Linked DNA regions of Mus musculus: regions 1, 3, 4, 5 and 6 are each linked to region 2. The links are chromatin contacts, called in public HiChIP or PLAC-seq and promoter capture Hi-C maps. All regions are on one chromosome and are shown on one strand. Each heading gives the region's core, a stretch centred on a gene start, on an enhancer-like site or on the middle of the called end of the contact. The rest is flanking DNA. Distances are from core to core; before and after follow the strand shown. Region 1 holds the start of Otud7b (OTU domain containing 7B). Region 2 holds the start of Ankrd35 (ankyrin repeat domain 35). Region 3 holds the start of Anp32e (acidic (leucine-rich) nuclear phosphoprotein 32 family, member E). Region 4 holds the start of Fmo5 (flavin containing monooxygenase 5). Region 5 holds the start of Aph1a (aph1 homolog A, gamma secretase subunit). Region 6 holds the start of Rprd2 (regulation of nuclear pre-mRNA domain containing 2).

Evidence for each region. Promoter capture Hi-C pulls out the DNA fragments that hold promoters and counts their contacts. HiChIP or PLAC-seq counts read pairs in DNA pulled down with a chosen protein or histone mark.
Region 1: a contact with region 2 is called in a FOXA1 HiChIP or PLAC-seq map of pancreatic cancer cells. The contact joins the promoter of Otud7b here to the promoter of Ankrd35 in region 2. A contact is called at or near these places in 1 of 39 promoter capture datasets (liver) and 1 of 115 datasets of contacts at active chromatin or transcription factors (pancreatic cancer cells).
Region 3: a promoter capture Hi-C map of liver shows a contact between it and region 2, with 2.9 times the contacts expected there. The contact joins the promoter of Anp32e here to the promoter of Ankrd35 in region 2. A contact is called at or near these places in 2 of 39 promoter capture datasets (both in liver) and 1 of 484 Hi-C or Micro-C datasets (embryonic stem cells).
Region 4: an HNF4G HiChIP or PLAC-seq map of pancreatic cancer cells shows a contact between it and region 2. The contact joins the promoter of Fmo5 here to the promoter of Ankrd35 in region 2. A contact is called at or near these places in 1 of 39 promoter capture datasets (hippocampal neurons) and 2 of 115 datasets of contacts at active chromatin or transcription factors (microglia and pancreatic cancer cells).
Region 5: a promoter capture Hi-C map of pre-B cells shows a contact between it and region 2, with 6 times the contacts expected there. The contact joins the promoter of Aph1a here to the promoter of Ankrd35 in region 2. A contact is called at or near these places in 2 of 39 promoter capture datasets (liver and pre-B cells), 1 of 484 Hi-C or Micro-C datasets (pre-B cells) and 1 of 115 datasets of contacts at active chromatin or transcription factors (pancreatic cancer cells).
Region 6: a contact with region 2 is called in a promoter capture Hi-C map of liver, with 2.6 times the contacts expected there. The contact joins the promoter of Rprd2 here to the promoter of Ankrd35 in region 2. A contact is called at or near these places in 3 of 39 promoter capture datasets (liver and pre-B cells).

What each region holds. Positions count from the first base shown.
Region 1 is chr3:96,103,263-96,106,962 of GRCm38.p6, forward strand. It overlaps Otud7b (OTU domain containing 7B), which reads left to right and starts at 1,265. Exons shown (of 12, transcript NM_001025614.1): 1 at 1,265-1,557. It overlaps Gm30044 (a long non-coding RNA gene), which reads right to left and starts at 1,094. Exons shown (of 2, transcript XR_375856.2): 1 at 926-1,094.
Region 2 is chr3:96,668,545-96,672,033 of GRCm38.p6, forward strand. Ankrd35 (ankyrin repeat domain 35) reads left to right here and starts at 1,587. Exons shown (of 14, transcript NM_001356538.1): 1 at 1,587-1,905. The coding sequence starts at 1,867.
Region 3 is chr3:95,926,878-95,930,516 of GRCm38.p6, forward strand. It overlaps Anp32e (acidic (leucine-rich) nuclear phosphoprotein 32 family, member E), which reads left to right and starts at 2,380. Exons shown (of 7, transcript NM_023210.4): 1 at 2,380-2,773. The coding sequence starts at 2,720. Gm46815 (a long non-coding RNA gene) reads right to left here and starts at 2,148. Exons shown (of 3, transcript XR_001783926.1): 1 at 1,863-2,148.
Region 4 is chr3:97,626,888-97,630,152 of GRCm38.p6, forward strand. It overlaps Fmo5 (flavin containing monooxygenase 5), which reads left to right and starts at 1,917. Exons shown (of 9, transcript NM_001161763.1): 1 at 1,917-2,014; 2 at 2,132-2,308. The coding sequence starts at 2,174.
Region 5 is chr3:95,892,022-95,895,422 of GRCm38.p6, forward strand. It overlaps Aph1a (aph1 homolog A, gamma secretase subunit), which reads left to right and starts at 1,900. Exons shown (of 6, transcript NM_146104.3): 1 at 1,900-2,262; 2 at 2,800-2,970; 3 at 3,122-3,195. The coding sequence starts at 2,150. It also overlaps a transcript of BC028528 not described here.
Region 6 is chr3:95,817,162-95,820,432 of GRCm38.p6, forward strand. Rprd2 (regulation of nuclear pre-mRNA domain containing 2) reads right to left here and starts at 1,792. Exons shown (of 11, transcript NM_001368178.1): 1 at 1,386-1,792. The coding sequence starts at 1,590. Gm29948 (a long non-coding RNA gene) reads left to right here and starts at 1,719. Exons shown (of 2, transcript XR_375854.4): 1 at 1,719-1,969; 2 at 2,559-3,271.

The sequences.
Region 1 (3,700 bases), core at 15-2,514, 570 kb before region 2:
TGCTAAGTTGCATTGTAAGTTGTGGTATCTTCCAAAGGCACCAGCTACTTTGCTTGGCTGAGACATGTATACGTGGCCTTAGGTTCAGCCCTAAACTTTCAACTCTAAACTTAAGGGTATTTTTCCAGTGGGTTTCCTGTTTCAGGTGTCAGTTCCTAGTCTGGATAATTCTGTGCTCTATCCTTCCCCATTAGAAACCAAAATTCTCAGCGAATACTGAGGAAAATGAAGAGCCAACTGCATTATGCTTTTACATAAACCCAGTGAACATAATTTTGATAATAAACACTGCCTTGAATGTGTGGATTCTAGAGATCTGAGTTAAATTTTAGGATTCATTTGGTTAGAGTATAGCATAAGCTGGGCCCATTTTTGTGTTTTCAATAAAGTAGTTCTTCTGGAAGCAGTCCATATTCCTTTACAAACATGAAAGGCTGAGATGGCTTGTTTGTGTGCTCCTAGGCACAGCTCATTGTAACCTCCGTGACATATATGTTTGTTTTGCTTTATATAAAATATTTCAGTGAATTCTATTAATACTAAATTGTTAGATTGCTGATGCTTGGGATTTATGTCTTGTTGCGTTTTCTATTTCCAGTCTTCCAGAATACAGTGCTTTTACAACAGTAGGGCTTCAATAAGTAAAGGCATTGAGTTATGCTGTAATGTTGTAAAAACACATTGACAATGTGTTTTTACAACATTAACTAAAAAACTGACTGTGGCAGGGATGTTACTAAGGGAGTATTGTTATGCAAGTGAATATAGCAAAGGGTACGTTCACGTCAAGAGTGAAGGAACAAGGGGAATGCATAGCTGGGTGGGGCTGGTTTGTAAGAAGCGATGTTCAATTCAGTCTGGTTGGTCCAGGATTGCGTGGAGTAACTAGAATTTCAACCTTCTCAAGTATTTTTATCCTTCTCACCTTTCGAAAGCTACTCCGCCAGTCTCCATTTCTTCCCTTAGGGCTGGCGCCAACTGATGCGACCCCAAAGTCTTAACAGTCCATGCCGAGCTCCCAGCTCCCGCTCAAAAGTGCCTCCGCCCGGGGGCTCGGGGACGCGAGCCAAAAACGCGCGGGGTCACGCGCCGGGCAAGCGCCAAACCGGCCACAGCCCCAAAGCGGTCCCGAGGGCGGGGCTGCTGCGGGGAGGGGCGGGGCGGGACGGGGCGGGGCCGGCCGCGCCGGGCGGGAGGAGGCCCGGGGGCGGCTAGGGTGTCACCGCCAACCCGCTCCGGCCGGAAACGGGCGCTTGTTTCCGGCCGGACGGCCGAAAGCCACCGATCCTGAACCAGCCGCTGGAGTCGGAGTGGCGACCCGGTGTGGAGGAGCCGGCGGAAAGCCATTGGGAAGAGGCCAGCTCCGGTCAGTCCCGGCTTGGCTCCAGCTCTATCTCCTGTGGAGAGCAACAGCCGCGGTCGCAGTGTCCGCCTCCGCCTCCATCGTCGTCGGGGGAGGGGCCGCTTGGACCCCGGGGTCACTGCCGAGGAATGAGGCGAGGCGGCCGGGCCCCGCGCTCCGCCCCGGCCTAGAGCCTTGCCCCGAGAGTCGCGAGGGTAACGGAGACCCCAGCCCTGACACCCTCCCCATCTCCTCCCCGCTCCTCCCGCCTCTCCAGCGCCCCAACTCTGCGTCGTCGAGCTCCACTGCTCACTCTCTCTGACGAGACTTCACCTGAAGCCATCTCCCCCTGAGCACCCGCTCTCTGCTTGGTCCCCACCTTCCTCCTTCACGCCAATCTTTCACCTGCGTCCTGCGCTCTCAGCCCTGGCCGGCGGTTCCTGTCCCTTCCCCAGCTGTGCTGGGCAGTTTGGATAGTCCCCTCTTGTCAGCTAGACTTTGGGAGACGGATGGCGGAGTTTTAGGGTGGTCTAGATGCAGCCCCCCCCCCCCAAGTAGGATAAAGTTCTTTTAAAGTCACTATAAAAGTAAAAAAGAAAAGCCAAGTTTGTTCTTAACGATAGCCAAACTGAGGTGCGTCCAGTAATGGAGGAAGGGGGGTAGGGAGGGAGGAGAGAGAGAGGGAGAGGGGAGAGAGGAGAGAGGAGAGAGAGACTGTGGTGAGTGTAGGTGTAGAAATTCTAGGGCAGGCTTATGGACTTCAGAAAAAAAAAGTTTCTGTGCGCTGATGGAAACTTTAGAAGCTGATGATGAGTAAGCTGGGGGCTGTGTGATCGCACTCTTCTCATAATTACTAGGTTAACGGTGTGGCTCCTGTTGAGATGGAATGGGATTTGTTTACTGGGCCGGCGTATTTTTAGCCTGTCGGCTCACAAGGACCAGCCCTCAGAGTCTGTCTCTCTTCTCTGGTGATAGAGTGTCAGTCTAACATAGGTGTCTTTTCTGGGCACAAGACACATGTAAAAATGGGGAAGTTGAGAGAAGCGAACTGGTGAGATTTGATCTAAGAGGTTATTCCCCCTCCCCCAAATTTTTTTTTCCCCTTAGGGAATTTTCATGACTGCAAAGCCAATCGCTAACCCGCTTTGACTTTGGCTTTCTTTATCTTTTTGTGAATACTACATAGGGTGTTTTATTTAGAAGCTGGTAATTTGTGGGTCTTTGGCTTTTCCTACAATATACTTAGGTCTTTTAGGATGCTGGATCCCTTTGTGTCTCAAAACCTGTCAGGTGGATAAGAAAAATAAGGAGAAGTGGTGGTAAGAAGACTCCAAAGGAGTAGCTAATTTCTATTTTTTATTTTTTTCTATGTTGCATATCTAAAAAGACATTTAGGAAATGTGTTTCTTAGTCAATGAGATTCTGTTCCTGAGGGATGGAGAAGTCTGCCAGGGAGAATCAGACTTGTAGTTAAATGTTGGCAGTATATAACTTACATAGGAACACATTCTAGGTAAACAATGAGGAATTAATTATGTTCTTTACCCTCATTGTTTTTCAAGCAGGTCTTTTAAGTTTACTAACCTGCTGTGCTAGTCTATTGATATTTTGAAGGTTAAAGAGAATGTAAAATAAAAGAAATTGCTGTTCCTCCTGTACAGCACTGAATGCAGTCTGTTCTGACTTTACGTGAACTGGCATCTTTCGAGCACCTTTGTAATCCAGGCTGGTTTCTGTGTACTTAGAGATTGCACATGAACACAAATATTAGCTCATGCTAGGCATAATTGAGAAGGTAAATATGCTGAAGACACATATTCCAAAACAAAAATAGATTTTTCTTTTTCGATTTTTTTGCTCTCATTTTGGATTATCAGCACCTTTCTGCCAATCATTACCCATTAACGTGAATAATTTAGAACTAAATAGATGTCTGTTTTGGACATCATATGTTTAAGTGGGAAGTAAAGATGGTAGGTAGTTTCCAAACTACTTCTAATTTGTTTGTTTATTTTCAGTGCTCTGGTTTGTCTTATCCCTTTCATGTAGTACCAGGGACTTTCTCTGTGGAAGAGAAAAAAAGTAAAACTTTGTCAAAGAAACAAGGCTGGTGTGTTGTATGAGGCAGGGTGGCCAACAGTGGGTTCTGATGAGTTGTGTAAGGCACGGTGACCAACGATTGATGTGCAGTGTTAGATGTGCTGTGATGGAGTTATGTCACTAATTTGGAAGTGTTCTTGAAGTAATAATTGCTTTAATCTCTCTTTTCCTCCCCATCCTTCTACCTATTAGTGGAAAAACATCTCAGTTGGAGTCTAAAATGGGATTTAAAAAAAAATCACACGTATCTTCTTGGAG
Region 2 (3,489 bases), core at 337-2,836:
TGGTAAGAATGACCAGTAAGGCACACACCAAAATGCACACTGATAGGCAGGTTGTCAGAGTTTTAAGGGAAATTTTACAACAATGAAAAACACTTTACATGGATTAAGAAAGTACAAGGGGGGGGGGCTGGTGAGATGGCTCAGTGGGTAAGAGCACCCGACTGCTCTTCCAAAGGTCCGGAGTTCAAATCCCAGCAACCACATGGTAATGAGATCTGACTCCCTCTTCTGGAGTGTCTGAAGACAGCTACAGTGTACTTACATATAAATAAATCTTAAAAAAAAAAAAGTTGCAAAGGGCATTATGAATGAATGGTCTGCTACAACAGTTTAAACTTGGAAGTTTGCCAGAAAATACTGAGAGTGAAGGCAGGCTTCTGGTTTTGGTTTTTGAGACAGGATCTCTCTGTTATGTACCTCTGGCTGTCCTGGAACTTGCTATGTAGACCCACCACACAAGACTGGCCTCAATTTACAGAAATCTACCTGCCTCTGATTCCGGAGTGCTGAGATTAAAGGCGGATGCGTCACCACACCTTCTTCAGGCTTCTGTTTCAGAAGAACCTTGAAAACCATGTTAAGAACTTTGGGCCTAAGCCGGGCGGTGGTGGCACATGCCTGTAATAATAGCACTTGGGAGGCAGAGGCAGGCAGGTTTCTGAGTTCGAGGCCAGCCTGGTCTACAAAGTGAGTTCCAGGACAGCCACGGCTACACAGAGAAACCCTGTCTCGACCAAACAAAAAAAAAAAAAAAAGAAAGAAAGAAAAAAGAAAAGAACTTTGGGCCTATAGCATCTTGGGGGGGCGGGGGTGGGGGTGGGGTCTGCTGCTAAGCCTCACTACTTTAGTTCAAGCACCGGATTCACAAGGTGAATGGAGAAAGCCAACGCCGGTTGTCTTCTGACCTCCACAAGGGTGCCCACCCTTAGCGCATACTCATGCCTCAGTAAATGAATTAATGTAAAACACTTCTAAAAAGAATTTTGGGCTTTATTCCATAGGGTTCCATGAGTATTTGGGTGGGCTTGCTTGGTTTACAGGGAGGAGAAAGGAGAGATGGGAAGGCCAGACCAGTTGGCTGCAACTAATACTTGTCAAACAAGAATTACTAAGAAGTGAGTCTAAAGGATAAGGAAGGTCGGACTTTTTGTTTGTTTGTTTGTTTCTTGGAGTGGGGAAGCAGACAGTAAAAACTCTCCCCTTGCTGCTTTCTAAGATCTGCGTTAGTGATCGGCTTGATCCTTTGAGTTTTGTCCAACCTCTGGTTGCAGTGGGTCACAAATCACCCATTGGTGATCAAGTCTGCTTAGTGCATCACGTTTCCAAACTCTATAGAAGATCTTGGGGCGTTGGGAGGGAGGGGATGAAGCACACACAGGTCATGGCTATGACTAAGAGTCATTAACTGGTAAAAGAGGTTGGTGACATCGAAGCTTGTGGAGGTCCTTGAGAGGGGGCGGGGGCGGAACTGGGGGTGGAGCTCCAAGCAGAAAGACGGGGGACTTAGGGCCTGGAAGTCGCTGGTGCGGAGGCTGCGAGCATCCCTCTTGGATTCGGTAGGTAACTACAGGGGGCGGGCTTCGGCTGAAGGGCGGAACTTGAGAGCCAGCCAGGGTGGCCGCAAAAGACTGCGGGCTTTTTGCCTCTGCAGGGACGGGGTTAGGCAGGGCCAGAGGCGGGGTTTTAAGCCCAGCCTTCAGTTGAACGTCTACGATTGAGCGGGGTGGGATCTGGGGCGGGGCTTGGGGCGGGACCCAGTCTGCTTTTTGACAGCTGTCTTTCGGCACAGCCGTAGCCGAGTTGGGTTAGGAACTTGTGGCCCGGCTCTCTGCGCGTCCCCGTCCCCCCGTGGCCCTAGCCCCGGCCATGAAGCGCATCTTCTCCTGCTCCAGTTCACAAGTGGCGGTAGGTGCCAAATGTGTGGGAGAAGGGCTGTGGCTGGGATTCAAGCCCTGTGTTGACAGAAGTCCTGAGTCCCATCTCCATGGATGATCGCATTAACCCTGCCTGCATCAGTCTTTCCTGCGATGTTAGCAGTTCTGATAATGCGGTCGCCAGCCCTGGTAACTGAACTTATGGGTGTTATTAAAACCCTGTCCCTTAATCTTTTCCTTCCCAAGGTGCTTCCCCTTGGCTCCTTTTCCCAACATATTTGGCTTCCAGCTTCTGGTATGCTTTCTAAAGTTCTGTTCTCTTCCAATGACCCTGGTCTCTACTTCAGCTGCGGCTCCCAGTACCAACCCACCTCCAGACATCTGCCCGCCCCCACCCCAGCCTTTAAATCCGTTCCTACTTCTATCCCTAATTCCTGCCCTATAGCTTCACTTCCATCCTTGCCTTCTCACAACGTTCTCTCTCACATAGCTCCATTTTTACTCTTTGCTTTCTGCCCCTAACAGTATTTTCTGCCCCCAAAGTATTCTCACCCCAGTGCCTTCTTCCAACCCTTCTTCACAGCCTCCTTTACCAAACTTGCCTCTTCCACTCCATGACACTGCCTCTTCCACTCTCTCAAGCACCAATCCAAATCTCTTTCCAAGCGTCTGTCCAACATGGGGCCTCTGTTTTCTTAATTTCCAGTGACCTTTTCCTCAATATTACTTCCTCTACCTTTTGCCTGGACCTCCTGCCTGCTTACAGTGGCTTAACCTTGCAACCTAGCTAGCCAGACAAACGCTGTCAGAGGACAGACAAGTCTCCTGGCTGATCCCCAAGAGCCTGGGTGAGTTGCCTGCAGAATTTACCCTGGCCAGTTCTCTGTACTGTCTAGTCTTCAGACTGGTTCTTGGGACCAATCAAGTTCTGTCTGGTTCTCCCCCCATCCCACCCCACCCCCAATTATTCCTTTGTCTTGTTTAGCATTTGTGTTCATTTTCTTTGATTGAGTTAGGGGAATGAGATGGTGAAGGAGAAGACAGAGTGGATCACAATGAGAGAGTTCCTGACAAGGGTTACTCTCTTCTCCGTTCTCTCCCCTCTAGAGCAAAACAAAGATTTTGGAAGATGGTGGTTCAGGGAGGATACAGTTGTCCTTCTCTAAAGAGTTCTTCCGGAGTGGCCCTCTGTGGAGGGAATGGCGTCTTCTGAGGAGGTTGGGGGTATGAGTCCCTTGGTACTAATATTGCTTAGTTGACGCGTCATTCATTCATAAGCAGATGTGAGAAATGTTTGGTTATCTCACTGTGCCTGGCAGGCCACAGAAACCTGGCAGAAACCTGTGAAGCAAGAGTAAGAACTGTCTAGGCCTGTCTCTGTCCCATTTACATTTGCTTCTGCATGGAGTTTCTACACACTGACCAAACAGTAAGGGCCTTTACTCTTACAGATAACAGAAACTGCGGCTACCTGGGTTCTTAACACACTGGCTTAGCTCTCAGTGATTTTCTAATCCATGGTCACTTTCCCCTAATTATGGAAAGTTCCCAGAATTGTTCTCCCTTTCAGATTTATGGAGTCTGTTTCTCTTTAGGAGGGGGACTATTTCATTCT
Region 3 (3,639 bases), core at 1,130-3,629, 740 kb before region 2:
CCTGGGTGGGGTAAGGGTTGGTGGAGTGGAGAGTCTGTTGGAAACGCAAAGGTCTCTAGCCTGAGACACTGATAAAGGGAAGATGTGTGCTAATTCTTTCACTTCTGCAAATCATGTGGAATGCCTTTGGATAATTATCCTAGTAATGATATAAACGAATGTGGCAGAATATAACCAGAACTAAGAAAAGAGCTTTAAGCCGAGTGGTGGTGGCAGCTCACGCCTTTAGTCCCGACACTCGGAGGCAGAGGCAGGAGGATTTCTGAGTTCGAGGCCAGCCTGGTCTACAAAGTGAGTTCCAGGACAGCCAGGGATATACAGAGAAACCCTGTCTCGAACCCCCCCCCCCAAAAAAAAAAGTGCTTTAAGATAAAAAATAGCCGGGAGGAGGTGGTATGCATCTTTAATCCTAGAGGCAGAGGCTATTGGATTTTTGTGAGTTCAAGGCCACCCTAGTCTACATGAATGAGTTCCAGGACACTCAGAGCTACACAGAAGAAACTCAGTCTCAAATTACCCAACCACTTCAAACAAAACAAAACAAAACAAACAAGCCCCAAAACCAAACTCGGTGGTAGTGGTGTATCCCTTCCCTCCTTTTAATATTATTTTGAGTGTTTTCTGCGCATGTGTGGCTGTGGCCCACATGCATGCTTCGTCCTGGAGGTTCGGAGATGCTGAACCCCCTGGAACTGAAGTTAAGGATGGTTGTGAAGCACCGCTGGCGTCTTCTGAATGAACAAGTACGCGCAGCATAACTCAACCACTATACCACCTCTCTAGCCCTGTGGCACAAGCCTTTGATCTCAGCACTCAGGAGGCAAAGGGATCTGAGTTCGAGGCCAGCCTGGTCTACAGACTGAGTTCTAGGACAGCCAGGGCTACATGAAGATACCCTGTTTTGTACTTTTCATCTCCCACCAAAAAAAAGATAAAAATAATATTTTGAAGGGAGAAAGGATTTGTTTTAGTTCACAGATCTTGGTATAGTTTATCACAGAAGGAATTGCAACACATGGCAACTAAGAAGCAGAGAAAAAGGAATCTAAAAGAAATAATTACATAGTTTCTGTTGTTATTGTTATTTTGTGACAGAGGCTGGCCTTGGATTTACTTAGTAGATGACTGTGGATCTGCCCCTCTCTCCCTTCTGAGGGCTATGATTAAAGGAATGTTGGATCTTTCAGGAACATTAAACAGAAAAAAAAAGTTTTGGTTTTGTTTTTAATTTACTTATTTTGTTTTTGCATATCCGTGTGTTTTGCCTGCACGTACGCACACACAATGCATCTGTGCCTGTGGCCTGTGGAGTCCGGAGGATGCCTCTGAATTTCCTGGCATTGTAGTTATGGGTGATTATGAGCCACTATATGGGTGCTAGAAATCGAACCAGGGTGGAACCTCTGCTAGAGGTCATTGCCTCTCCATCCCCTCACACTTAAAAGAACATTTTAAGTAGATTCCTGTAGGAAAGGAGAGGCCTTGCTGGACAGTTTCTGATAATTGTGTTTCTTTAGGCCTGTGTTATTTTTCCTCTAAGGTGTCAATTTTGTTTGTTTGTTTTTCTGTCTTTTGGAAACAGTCTCTCCCCACCCCACCCCCCTTTCTGTGTAATCCTGGAACTCGCTCTGTAGACCAGGTTGGCCTCGAATTCAGAGATCTGCCTGACTCTGCCTTCCAGTGCTGGGATTAAAGGCGTGTGCCACCGCGGCTGGCTCTAATATTCCAACTTTTTAGCAGTGACAAATGACCTCAGTATCAACTCCTCCTGGACAGTTTTATTTAAAGGCTTCTGACTCAACGTGCTAAACTCAACTCTGCTTTCAGAGCCGTTCCCCCCTTTATGTTGGAAGTTAAAATACCTTCTTTATCACGCTCTGGTTCTACAAGCAGTTCGGGACGGGGAGGTGTCACCAACACGCTGTTCGCGCTCGCGCCCCTGCTTACACTTTAGCCGCAGAGCAGAAGGCTTGTGCTTTAAGACCACCGAAAGCTCTGGGTGCAGTGTGTTGCATGACCCACTTACAACTTGGGGATGCCAACGACGCCTTTTCCCTTCCTTTTAACCCTGAAGCCAGAAAAACCCCAAACAAACAAAAACAAACCCAACAGACACCCAAACCGTCCTACTACCAAGGGGAAAGCGCGCCAATCACACAAAGAAAAGGAGGGGGGCGACTGGGATTCAAAATCATTTCTCCGGGACGTACATCCTCCCGAACCTATCGGAATTAACTGCGCGCCTAGTCAGAGCCAATAGACACTGAGTTTCTGGTCCAGGTCCCCCCTAAAGACAAATGGACAACCCTCTAGCCCAATGGAGTCGTGTGACGCTAAGGACTCGACCAATCCCGTTGGGAGGTGGGTGGAGTGTAGGCTAGGGGGGGTTGGCGGTGCCGTGTCATGGAGGCTCAGTCTCGCAGCAGCCATTGAAGGGGAAGGAACTGCGGGCGCGCGCGTGTCTCTCTCCCTCACTCTCTCTGTGTGAAAGTGTGTGCGTGCCCGAGTGTGCGCGCGCGGGTGTGTGGACTCGGAGGTGGGGGCAGCCGAGTTAGTCCCAAGTCGTCGGACTCCATTTGCTATTCTTTTCTTTCTCTCCCACACCCGTGTGGTAGTGGGCGTTCGTCTTTGCGTCTCTTTTCATTCATCTCCAGACCTTTAGAGGTTTTTTTAGGGTTGGGGATAGTGGGGAGGGCAGGCGAGGGGAAAGGAGGAGGACATGGAGATGAAGAAGAAGATTAACATGGAGTTGAAGAACAGAGCCCCGGAGGAGGTGAGATGACTCAGCCCCCATAGTCCCCTCCCGCCCTGGATCGTGAGGGGTGGGCTTCGGGGGTCCGGGTGGGTGCGCAGGGCGGGCTGGGAAGCGCGCCCCCACTTGGGGTGGAGGCGGGGTGTTTATTTTAAGTTTTAAATCACCAGGCTCTTGTGCTTAAAATGGCGAAGGGCTTAAGTTTCTAGGGGCATTTTCGTGAGCGCGCGGGGGCTCAGCCCCATGGCGTCCTCGCAGACTGGTGGCCCGGCATCGCGGGCGCGGGCGGCGTGGGCGCGACCCCCGGGTCCTCGCCACCTGCGAAGTTGGTGTAACTTTCCCGCGGCGCCGCCACTCGGCCGGCCGCGGCCCCGGGTGTGGGACTCGCGCCGATCTGTGCCCCACGCTCCCTCCGACCGTGCCCGCTCGCGGGCAGCACGCGCCGCGGCCGGGGCCGCAGCGGAATCCCGGGACCCGACGGCGCGGGCCGCGATCCGCGTGGCGCGCGGACTTTTACGCAAGCTGGAGGCTTGTGCGAGCCTCGCTGCGCTCAGTGCGGTCGTAGGGAAGAGTCCCGAGTCTTGAAGGGGGCCCGGGAGGCGTCGCCCCGACTCCCCGCCGTCGGATTCCCTAGCGGTTTACGCCAGGTCCGCGGGTCTGGAGATTGGCCGCGGCGGGCGGGGACCAGGCTCGCTGATTCGCGGCCGCGGCGTGAAATCGAGGGACAAGGGGTCCGCGCCGCCGTGGTCCCTTGACGCCCGCTCAAAGGCGGGCATCTGCCGGGCCTCCACAGTTATCATGCAGAGCCAACGGTCCCTGAGCCCTGCTGATTTTCGTGGTTCCTTTGCGGGTTTTGGTGACTGGAGGCGAGAGAGAGGTGGTGGAAA
Region 4 (3,265 bases), core at 667-3,166, 960 kb after region 2:
ATGGCAGACATGCAATAGGTATTGTGCTGTGTGTATGACCCCTGAATTACTCACGACTGTTACAAACTTTACGATTGTAGCAAATAAGTTTCCCAATGGTAAGTCCGGGTCATATCACAATCAGTTTACACGTGGGGCAGCTGGCTTCCACTGCTATCCTTCAGCCAAGACTCAAGTTGGTCAAATTACAAGACGTGGCCTCCTAAGAGAGATAGTTATTGAATGTACGTAAGCAAAATGCAGACTTAGCAAAATAAAATTAGGAAATAAGAAAACATAATAGGATCCAGAGAGATGACTCAGACGTCAAGAACACTGGCTGCTCCTGCAGAAGACCTGGGTTCAGGTTGCTGGTAACCCAACGGCAACTATACAAATAGAAATACAAAGAGAACCATCTGAACTCCAGCTCCAGGAGATCAGGCATAGTCTCCTGGCCTCTGAAGGTGCATGCTGTTAAGACACACATACAGGCAAAAGACTCATACTCCTAAGATAAAAATCAGTCTTCTTTAAGATTACAATGTGATAATGCTCTTACTGTGACAGTTATAGACATTGTGGACACAGTTACTAAGGTTAATCTTCATTGTCAGCTTGGCAGACTGTAGAATCACCTAGGAGATTGGTGGGCACAACTTTGGGAATGTCTGTGAGAGCATCTCCAGAGAGAATTCAGTGCAGGGCAGACCCAAACTGATTATAGGCAGTTCAATCCCATATGGACTTGGAGGCTCCATGCACCCACGATGTGGTAGAGTGTCATAGGTTCCCACTCTTCCTGTTTGCTGTGTTTCCATTCATGTAGACACCGTACTTGGCAGGAGTCTTTCTGAGACAGCAAAGGATTCTCCAAGTCAATGAATTATTTTAAGCAGTTATTTAATAAACAACTGCTTAGTTAAAAAGCAGTTCAACTAACAGGTAACAGCTGGTGTTAAGAAAAAAAGAACAACAGAGAAGTGAGGGAATGGGAGAAGGGCTTGTTGCAAAATCCCTCAGGAGAGAGTTGTGTGTGATGGGGAGCCCTTGCTGGAGCCAGCCTGCTGGGGTTGCATGGCTGGCCTCCCTGCCTTGCTCCGAGTTTTCCAACTGCACGCTGGAGGTGATCATAGTCATGCTTGCTTCCTGGGTTGGCTCAGAGGGTTACATAATTGATTTCCTTTATGTCATTTGAACTATATACAGTAAACCCTCATGTTGACCATTAGGCTGGAAGGGAGATACTGAACCCTGAACCTTCAGAGCCAAGGATCTGCGTTGGTCGCAACCAAACCGTGTTGAGCAAAGTCAGTACACCGGAGTAGTGTTATGCAAGGCCGATAAGGCTTCAGACACAATTCATGCCTTCTGCAAATGTACATTTACATACTGCTGTGGTGCATGAATGCTATAGCTATCTGACAGTTTTACCCGATTTTACATTTGAAAAATTTTAAGTTACATTTAACTGCCCCCCAACCCTCTCTCCCCACCTCCCACCCCCACCCCCACCCCGTCAGCTGAGCACACTGCAATATCAAATTCCTACTGAGGTAGTGGGCTCAAAGATCTGGTCTCTGAAGAGCGGAGAGGAGCCAGGACAGAGCACCTGCTTGAAGGGACTCTGGGAAGTGAACTTTCTTCTTAATGCGGAGCCAGGGTTGCTTCTGAAGGGCTGAGTTTAGCCGGCCCTTATCAATTTGAAACAAAAACAGGAAGTTGAAAGTGAACAAACACTGAAAGAAAAGTGGGAAGGGATGGAGCCTGGAGGGTCGCTCTCCCTATGCGGGTGCTGCTGAGAAGCCGTAGATTAAAACATATATAATATCATTGTTTTCTTCCCCAAGCATTTTTGAGCTGTTTCCTTTGCGTTTACGGAAGAAGGGTGCACGCCCTTGGGTGGGCGGGATAGGAGGTGGGACGGTACAGCCCCTCCCTATTGGCCTCTGCTGTGTTTATATGAGGCGCGGCTGCTCTGCCCTGAGTTACAGCCCTGCTTAGCTCCGAACTAGTGTAGCAGCGCCCTGAGCTGGTACCTCCCCGCGCCACGGTCCCCACACACCTCTTGTTACATTTGTTTGTGTGTCTGGGCCCAGATCTTTTCTGTGGCCTGATGTGTGTTCACTCTCTCATGTCTTTCTTTCTTTAGGACAAGTGACGCAGACCCAACCAGAGAAGCACTCTGGTGACCATGGCCAAAAAAAGGATTGCTGTAATTGGAGCAGGAGCTAGCGGGCTCACCTGCATCAAGTGCTGCCTGGAAGAGGGCTTGGAACCTGTCTGCTTTGAAAGGTCTGGTGACATCGGAGGACTGTGGAGATTCCAGGTAAATCTTCTGAGCCCCTAAGACTTGAAGGACTTGCAACACCCTACCTACTACCAAATGGGCTGCGAATTCCACCTTGGCAGTGGTCAGATTTAAGGCTCCTCTCTGTAGGCTGCCTGCAAAGTGAAATGCAAATGTCACTTATTTCCCGTTTCTGTTGCCACGAAAACCAGACCAGGGGTTTTGTTTGCTTGTGTGTTTCGCTGCTATTCAAAAAAAAAACAAAAAAACAAAAAAAAAAAACAAAAAAAACGGGAAACAATCCGTGAAGTGGAATAGCAAACATTAGGAGTTCCCTGTATGTCCCTGGCTCCTGAAATATAGATTGAACCAAGTGTCTGTTTGCCATGCCTTCAATCTTCTTTTCTATTATAAGCAATTCCTGGAGTGGAGCTGGAGAGATGACGCGGCAGGTAGACCACTTACTCTTTCAGAGGACCTGAGTTCAGTTTCCAGCACCCACAGGATGGCTCACCAGCACTGTGAGCCCAGCTCCAGGGGGCCCAACACCCGCTTCTAACTTCAGACACCAGGTGTGAACATAGCACATAAACATGCATGCAGGCAAAACACTTACACATAGAAAATAAAAATAGATACATCTTCTTTTAAAATCCTGGGGCTGGGGAGATGGCTTTTCTAGAAAATACTAAGTATTTGCTGCAGGAGCAGGAAGCTCTGAGTTCCCTCCTTAGCACTCACAAGGAGAAAGGGAGGGAGGGAGAGATGGAGGGAGGAAAGGAAGAAAGGGAAGGGAAGGGAAGGGAGAATCCTAGTGAAGCAACATGGCTTTGTAATCCCAACTGTGGGGACAGTTGCAGAGCAGTCCTGAGACTTTCCGGCTACCCTGCAAACCAGTCTTCTAGCTCCAAGTTCACTAAAATGTCCTATCTCAAATACATATGGTGGGGAGCAGTTTAAGGGGAACACCCAACATTGACCTTTAGCCTCTACGTG
Region 5 (3,401 bases), core at 650-3,149, 780 kb before region 2:
GGAGGGCACTGGAGTGATTCTTCTCCCAGGGGACAGAACTCTCCGCCTACTCGCTCCGTAGATCTTTACATAGCTGCTGGACCTAGAGCCAACCCCCTTAACCCCCTTGTTGGATGCTAACTTGTTATTCCTGGAGAGCCCCTAGCCCTGGATTAGGTCCGCTCAGGACTCCCACTGCTGGGACCAAAGTTCACCCTCTCCTCTCCCCTCCTATGCTTCCTCCCTCTCAATGCTCCCCAAAATCCACCTTCCTTCTTGCAGGCCTTAAGTTACCATTGCTGTGCAGGGTTGCTCTCCACTCTGAGGGAAACATGATCTTTTTTATCATGTTTATCAGCCCCCGCCGGCTGTGCATCCCCTCCCCTCCCCATCCCCTCCCCTGCCAGCTGTGCATCCTTCCTATAACAACTGTACTCCCTATATCCATTGTTCTTGCATTTGTCTATTTTCCCTGGGCTCCTTCCCTTTCTCCAGCCCCTGCTCTTCTCCACTCCCTCACAGGTAGCCCTGGCTATGTCCTTGCACCACATGGTGGATCACAATCATCTGTAGCCGCAGTCCCGAGGGTTCTGATGTGCTCATCTGGCCTCCAAGAGCACCGAGCACATACATGTTGCACAGATATACATGACACAACCCCCTCCCACACACATAAAAATAGCTATTAGAACAAAAGAAAAGCTCCACAAGCCTCACATACCTAGTAAATACTTGCTAAGCATCTAAAATGAGTCCTTGAACACCGTGCAAGTGGCTGTGGGCTCATCATGCACAGATTGTTCCCCACAGCTGCTAACAGCTCACAGAGAAGAGTGGCCCAGACTCAGCCTGTTGAACACACATGGAATCCTGAACACTGGCCAAGATGTTCCCATCCTCCTAACCTTGGGGAACAATGTGTCTAGTGACCGCCAGACCCCCCCAACCCTCCACCCCCCCTACCCTCCCATCCCCCCCACCCCCCCACCTCCACTGATTCCCCTCCTAGTGACTTTTTGCAAAAACCTCCAGGAAGCCCGGTAATCTTTTAAATTTTTCTGTAGTTTGTTGTTGCTTTGTATGTACCCTCAAAAAACGATTTTTCTCATATATGATCAAAATGCTCAGATCCCATCATAGGATTCCTCTGTTCTGCAGACTCCTAAGGACCAACCCGTCCTCATACAAATGATGATTCCTGATAATATGAAATCTCTCTCCCCAGCCTGAGGAAAAGACACCACTCAAGTTTATTTTCCAGACTATAAATAAAGGAAGTATGACATCAAAGGAACCAAGCAGCTCGGCGTGGGGCGGGGGTGGAGGGGATGGGTGTAATTTCCTCTCAGTCCCATTGCTCTAGTTGCTTTGTGACTCCACGATTCCTTCCAAACATTTTCCTAATATTTCTCTCCCGGCTCCTCCTGCTTTTCTCATTCTGTCATTACAGAATACAAGTGGAGGCTTCATTTAAGACGTAATTCCTATACCAGGCTGCCCAAAGAGTTCCAACTTTTAAGCCTAACTTTGATCCCTCAGGATGCTTCTCTGGGTCATTTCCTCTAATTCAACTTAAGAACAATGTCCGTCCCTATCTTCCCACAACCTCTATCCTGTGCTCTTTTTTATTTGTCTCTAGAGTCAAACAGGATCTTCCTCCGACAAAGCTCCTCTAGTAATAGGTAGGGTGGCTATCACCCTTCTCTACCGAAAGAAAGGAAACCGTGGCCAAGGCGCCAGCGAACCCAGGAATCATTGTTCTGATTGGGCCCAGACTCCAGCCTACTCTTCTGAAGCCACTCCCAGCACCAAGAGGAGGGCTCTGAGGATGAGAGACTACAACTCCCAGAAGGCCATGCCGCCATGACCCCGCCTCTGCAGTTCCGCCCCACCAAGTATTCATTGGCCTTCCGGGGGTGGGAATTAGATGGGAGGTGGCCATGGGGCAGCGACCGGGGGTTGTTCCCTCTTCGGCTTCCGTAGACGAGGTCGGGCGGACCTTCGTCCGGGGTTTCGGCACCCCCCCTTCCCCTTCCCCGGGGTCCGGGGGTGACATTGCACCGCGCCCCTCCTGGGGTTGCGTCCTCGCCCCACGCGGACTCCCCCTCGGCGCGCAGCTCCCTTTCGCCTTCCTTGGCCGGGGTTCCCTCCCTTCCCCAGCTGCCCAGTCATGGGGGCTGCTGTGTTTTTCGGATGCACCTTCGTCGCGTTCGGCCCAGCCTTCTCCCTTTTCCTGATCACTGTAGCTGGAGACCCACTTCGGGTTATCATCCTGGTGGCGGGGTGAGTGTCGAGTGGTGGAGACGGGGCCGAACGTAGAGAAAAAGGTGCAGAAAGGGCTGGAGGAACTGGAGCAGGCTTGGGAGCCTGAGTTGGGGGGCAGAAGTCGGAAAAGGTTGGACACAGGGTCAAATCGTGATCTAGGAGAATTTCCCGCAGTCGGCTTCCGCCTTCCAGGGATTTCACAGATTCTTCCTGTAGTCCTCCCGGCAACGTCAGAGAAGGCCCAAGGCCAAGATTAATGAGGGGGCTGTGCTGACCTCGGCCAGCCAAGGATCTTGGAATGGATACCTAGTCTGTCCGTTCATGCCCACACACTTTGACTCTAATGAAGACTCTAACCAGATCTCTACCCTTTCTGCTGCTTTCAGATTCTTACAAATGAGTCTGTTGGTGGAGACACTTATCTGGTCCCTGTCTCCCTTACCATCCGGAAGTCTAACTTCCACTTTTCATACATTCCATCCTTGGCTGGCTCCCTCCTTGATTTTTCCATCTGCTCCTGTCTTTGCCTCTCTCATTGCCCTTGTGTTTTCTCAGAGCCTTTTTCTGGCTGGTCTCCCTGCTCTTGGCTTCTGTGGTCTGGTTCATCTTGGTCCATGTGACAGACCGATCAGATGCACGGCTCCAGTATGGCCTCCTGATTTTTGGTGCTGCTGTCTCTGTCCTTCTACAGGAAGTGTTCCGTTTTGCTTACTACAAGCTCCTTAAGTAAGGACAAGGGGGGCTCTGGAAGGGAGGGGGGACAGTGGTGTGCATGGCGGGAAGTGGGCCAGCCCTGCGATGGTGGTTGGAGTAAGGGTCGTTAAAGGGAGGGTATTGGAGGGGAAGGAACATCCCTGCCCTTCCTTCTGTTTCCCAGGAAGGCAGATGAGGGCTTAGCATCACTGAGTGAGGACGGAAGATCACCCATCTCCATCCGACAGATGGCCTATGGTGAGCCAAGGGAGAGGGACCAGAGGAGGGAGTTGGACACCCCATCCTCTCTTTCTGGGTAATCTAAACAGCCACGTATGCTAAAGTGTTTTTCTTCATACTTGACTTCCAAGGAGAGGCGGTCTGGAGGGAGAGTAGGTATGGTAGACTTTTCCCTGGGCTTGGGGAGTAGGTACTGCTAATGAAGCTGTGGTGGTCCTGGTCGT
Region 6 (3,271 bases), core at 542-3,041, 850 kb before region 2:
ATTTCTGAGTTCGAGGCCAGCCTGGTCTACAGAGTGAGTTCCAGGACAGCCAGGGCTATACAGAGAAACCCTGTCTCAAAAGACCAAAATGATAATAATAATAATAATAAAAAAGACTAGCTAATCCTGTCCTTTCTCTCGAATATCCTTCTCAACAGTATATTTCAAAGAACCACAGAACAACTGTCTTAAATACAAAAGATTTTAAATTTGGGGCCTATAATTTTGAAGTTTTATCCACTTGTTCACTAACAAGTAAACTCAAAAAATATTATAGAAGCGAAGACAGACATGGAATAAGAAAACTGTTAACTGAGTACCACTGGCAAGAGGCTATATAGATAGGAAGCAAACAACTTGAATAAATATGTATGGAGTTGGGGTTATAATTGCTTAAAATTTACTGGGTAGAACAAGCTGGCCTCAAACTTTCAGCAATCCTCCTGCCTCAGCCTCTGAAACGACATGGGCCACCACGCCCAGTTTAACAATTCATATTTTAGAAGACCTCTTTTCTGTATTAAAGCAGTGTTGTGGGGAGAACCACACAGGTTGAAAAAAAAAAGTATACTTGAGATGGGGGTTATATCTAAAACAGATAAATATATTTTAAAATTCACATTTCCCATTTTGATTGCCTATGCAAACAAACTCAATTCTGTAAAGTGTGCTTCAGGAGATTAAAAAGTGGCCGGATATATTTTATACTTCGGTACCAATGATGATTACAGTCTCGCAGTTGTGTCTCGTCAGTATCCCGTGGTCTGTATTTTAGTGTTGCAAACACAGGTAAAAGGAAAACAGGTGGTCGCCTCACAGCTCTGTAGAGTTCCTATTGCTTCACATTCATCCAGGGAAAGCCTCCTTAAAACACACGCCAAGTTTCACCCACAGTCATCAAGAGAAGGCCCCTTTCTAGACATATCCCAAGTTTCACGTCGGCGGAAAACACTGCCTGGTCTAACATATTTCAGGGAAGTGGACAGCTTAAACCATGGCTTGACTAGCCAACAGGAAACCCAGAGATCATTAACACGTCAAGGCCTGTAAGAAATAAACGGACGCGACCATTTCCGTGAAGGTTCAGGATAATCAACAACACACCTTCCAGGGCTCGGAAGGAAACGCGAAAATCTCTACGGGTCTAGGCCCAACGGCCCAAGGTCACGCCAAATGTGAGGCTGAAAAATTCCAAGCAATGAGCCCCCTGCAGAGCAGGGCAACCGTGCCTAGGATGGAGTCTGGGCTAGGGAACACTCGCGCCCGATCTTTAATGTGAACCCCAACTGAATGCAGCAGCTCGGTGGGCAAACCCCAGAGTGTTTTGGGGGCCGCATTTTCTCCATCTCTCCAGCCTCCCCCTTCCTAGTCGCCCCCACACTCACATCTCCGGAGCCACTTCATCCAATGGTAGACGATTGTACTGTGGTGTTTCTTGTTTTCTATACACCAGGACGACAAGCCTTGAATGGATTCCATGGTGTTGGTCACCGACTGGAATTTTCGATCCAACGAAGACTCCAGGGCCCCTGCGGACGAGGCCGACGAGGAGGAGGCCTTACTGCTGCCTCCGCCGCCGCCGGCCGCCATCTTCCCCGGTTTGCACAAGCGCCTCTGGTCCTCTGGCGGCGGCGGCGGCGGCGGCGGCGGGAGCGGGCAAAACAATCAGTGCGAGTGCGTGAAAGCAGCAGGAGGGGAGGGCGGCCAGGGGGTGGGGACGCTGCACGCGCTAGGCTCCTCTGGCGGCAGGAGGGCTAGCTGCTGGGCGCGCTGGCGGCTCCCACACGCTGCGAGGAGGGGCCGCGGCCGCGGAGGACTGTCAGTATGGCTCGGGGGTGGTGTTTAAACCGGGAGTCGGGAGACGACTACGGAGGAGACAGAACCTGCGACGGCGCCGACAACTAAGGCTTTTAGCCTCTACGCTCCTCAACTCTTAAGGCCCTTCCCTCATCCCGTTGGCCAAATTCCGGTGAGCCCAGGGCGGCCTTGGTACCGAAGACGAAACGCTACTCCGCCGTCCCTTCGGCTGCAGAGAGCTTTGCCTTTAGATTTTCTACCACAGGAAAGGCCCAAAGCTACCTAGGCAGAAAATTTTCTTTCTTTTTTTTTTTTTCTTTTCTTTTTTTTTTTTTTCTTTTTTCTTTTTTTTTTTTTTTTTTGCAACGCAATAGCAGCAATAGACCAGCAGAAGAAATGCGCACGCGCACGGAAGCCCCGCCCCTCCGCTTCCTCCTCAATCTTGAGCACGGGGGCCGAGGGGGCGTGATGGCGCTGCGATTCGACCAATCAGGGAAGGGGGTCGGAGAAGCGCGTCGGGACCTGAAGGCGGAGGAGGCGCTGCGTCTCTCTGTGCGCCTGCGCGTTAGGTCTGCGCCTAGCGGGTTGGGAGGAAAACCTGGGGAGGCAGGATTGAGGCGCTCCGGAGCCTAGGACGTTACTAGACCCCAGTTCAGTGCTCGGCCCTGCTTTTGGCTTCATGGCGGGGTTGCTCCCTGGGAGCCTTTAATTCACACTAGGATGGGAAATGCCCACCGTTCTGTGGCTACTGTTTTTGACAGCTGCAGCTGCGTTCCCTGCCACCCCGCCATCGGGGACCTACACGCGACAAAATGGCTGGCACGTCTTGCGGAGTGGGGGAAGACGCGCATGCGTCAGGCCCTGTTAGCTGTTCTCTAGGCACTCCTTGACTAACCTATGCTACACGCCCGACTGCGATGACACCGTTCACAGCCAGCCGACCGACTGCATTCTAGAAAGAGGGAATAAAAGTTAAACGAAAATTTCTCTGAAAAGTCTTCGAAGCGAGGAAAGAGTAATTGACAAGGTGTGGCTTCTTTGCTAGGTAGTAACATCACAATTTCGTAATGCGTTATAGGTTTGTTTTTGTTTTTTCGAGACAAGGTTTTTCTGTGTAGCCCTGGCCGTCCTGGAACTCACTCTGTAGACCAGGCTGGCCTCGAACTCAGAAATCCACCTGCCTCTGCCTCCCAAGTGCTGGGATTAAAGACGTGCACCACCACTGCCCTGTGCGTTACAGTTTACAAGAGTCTTGAGTATTGTGTTTATTAGCACAGCCTCAAATTAACCATTATGGGCTGGAGAGATGGCTCAGCACGTAGGAGCACTGACTGCTCTTCCAAAGGTCCTGAGTTAAAATCCCAGCAACCACATGGTGGCTCACAATCATCCTTAATAAGATCTGACGCCCTCTCTGGTGTGTCTGAAGACAGCTACAGTGTACTTAGATATAATAATAAAGAAAATCTTTTTA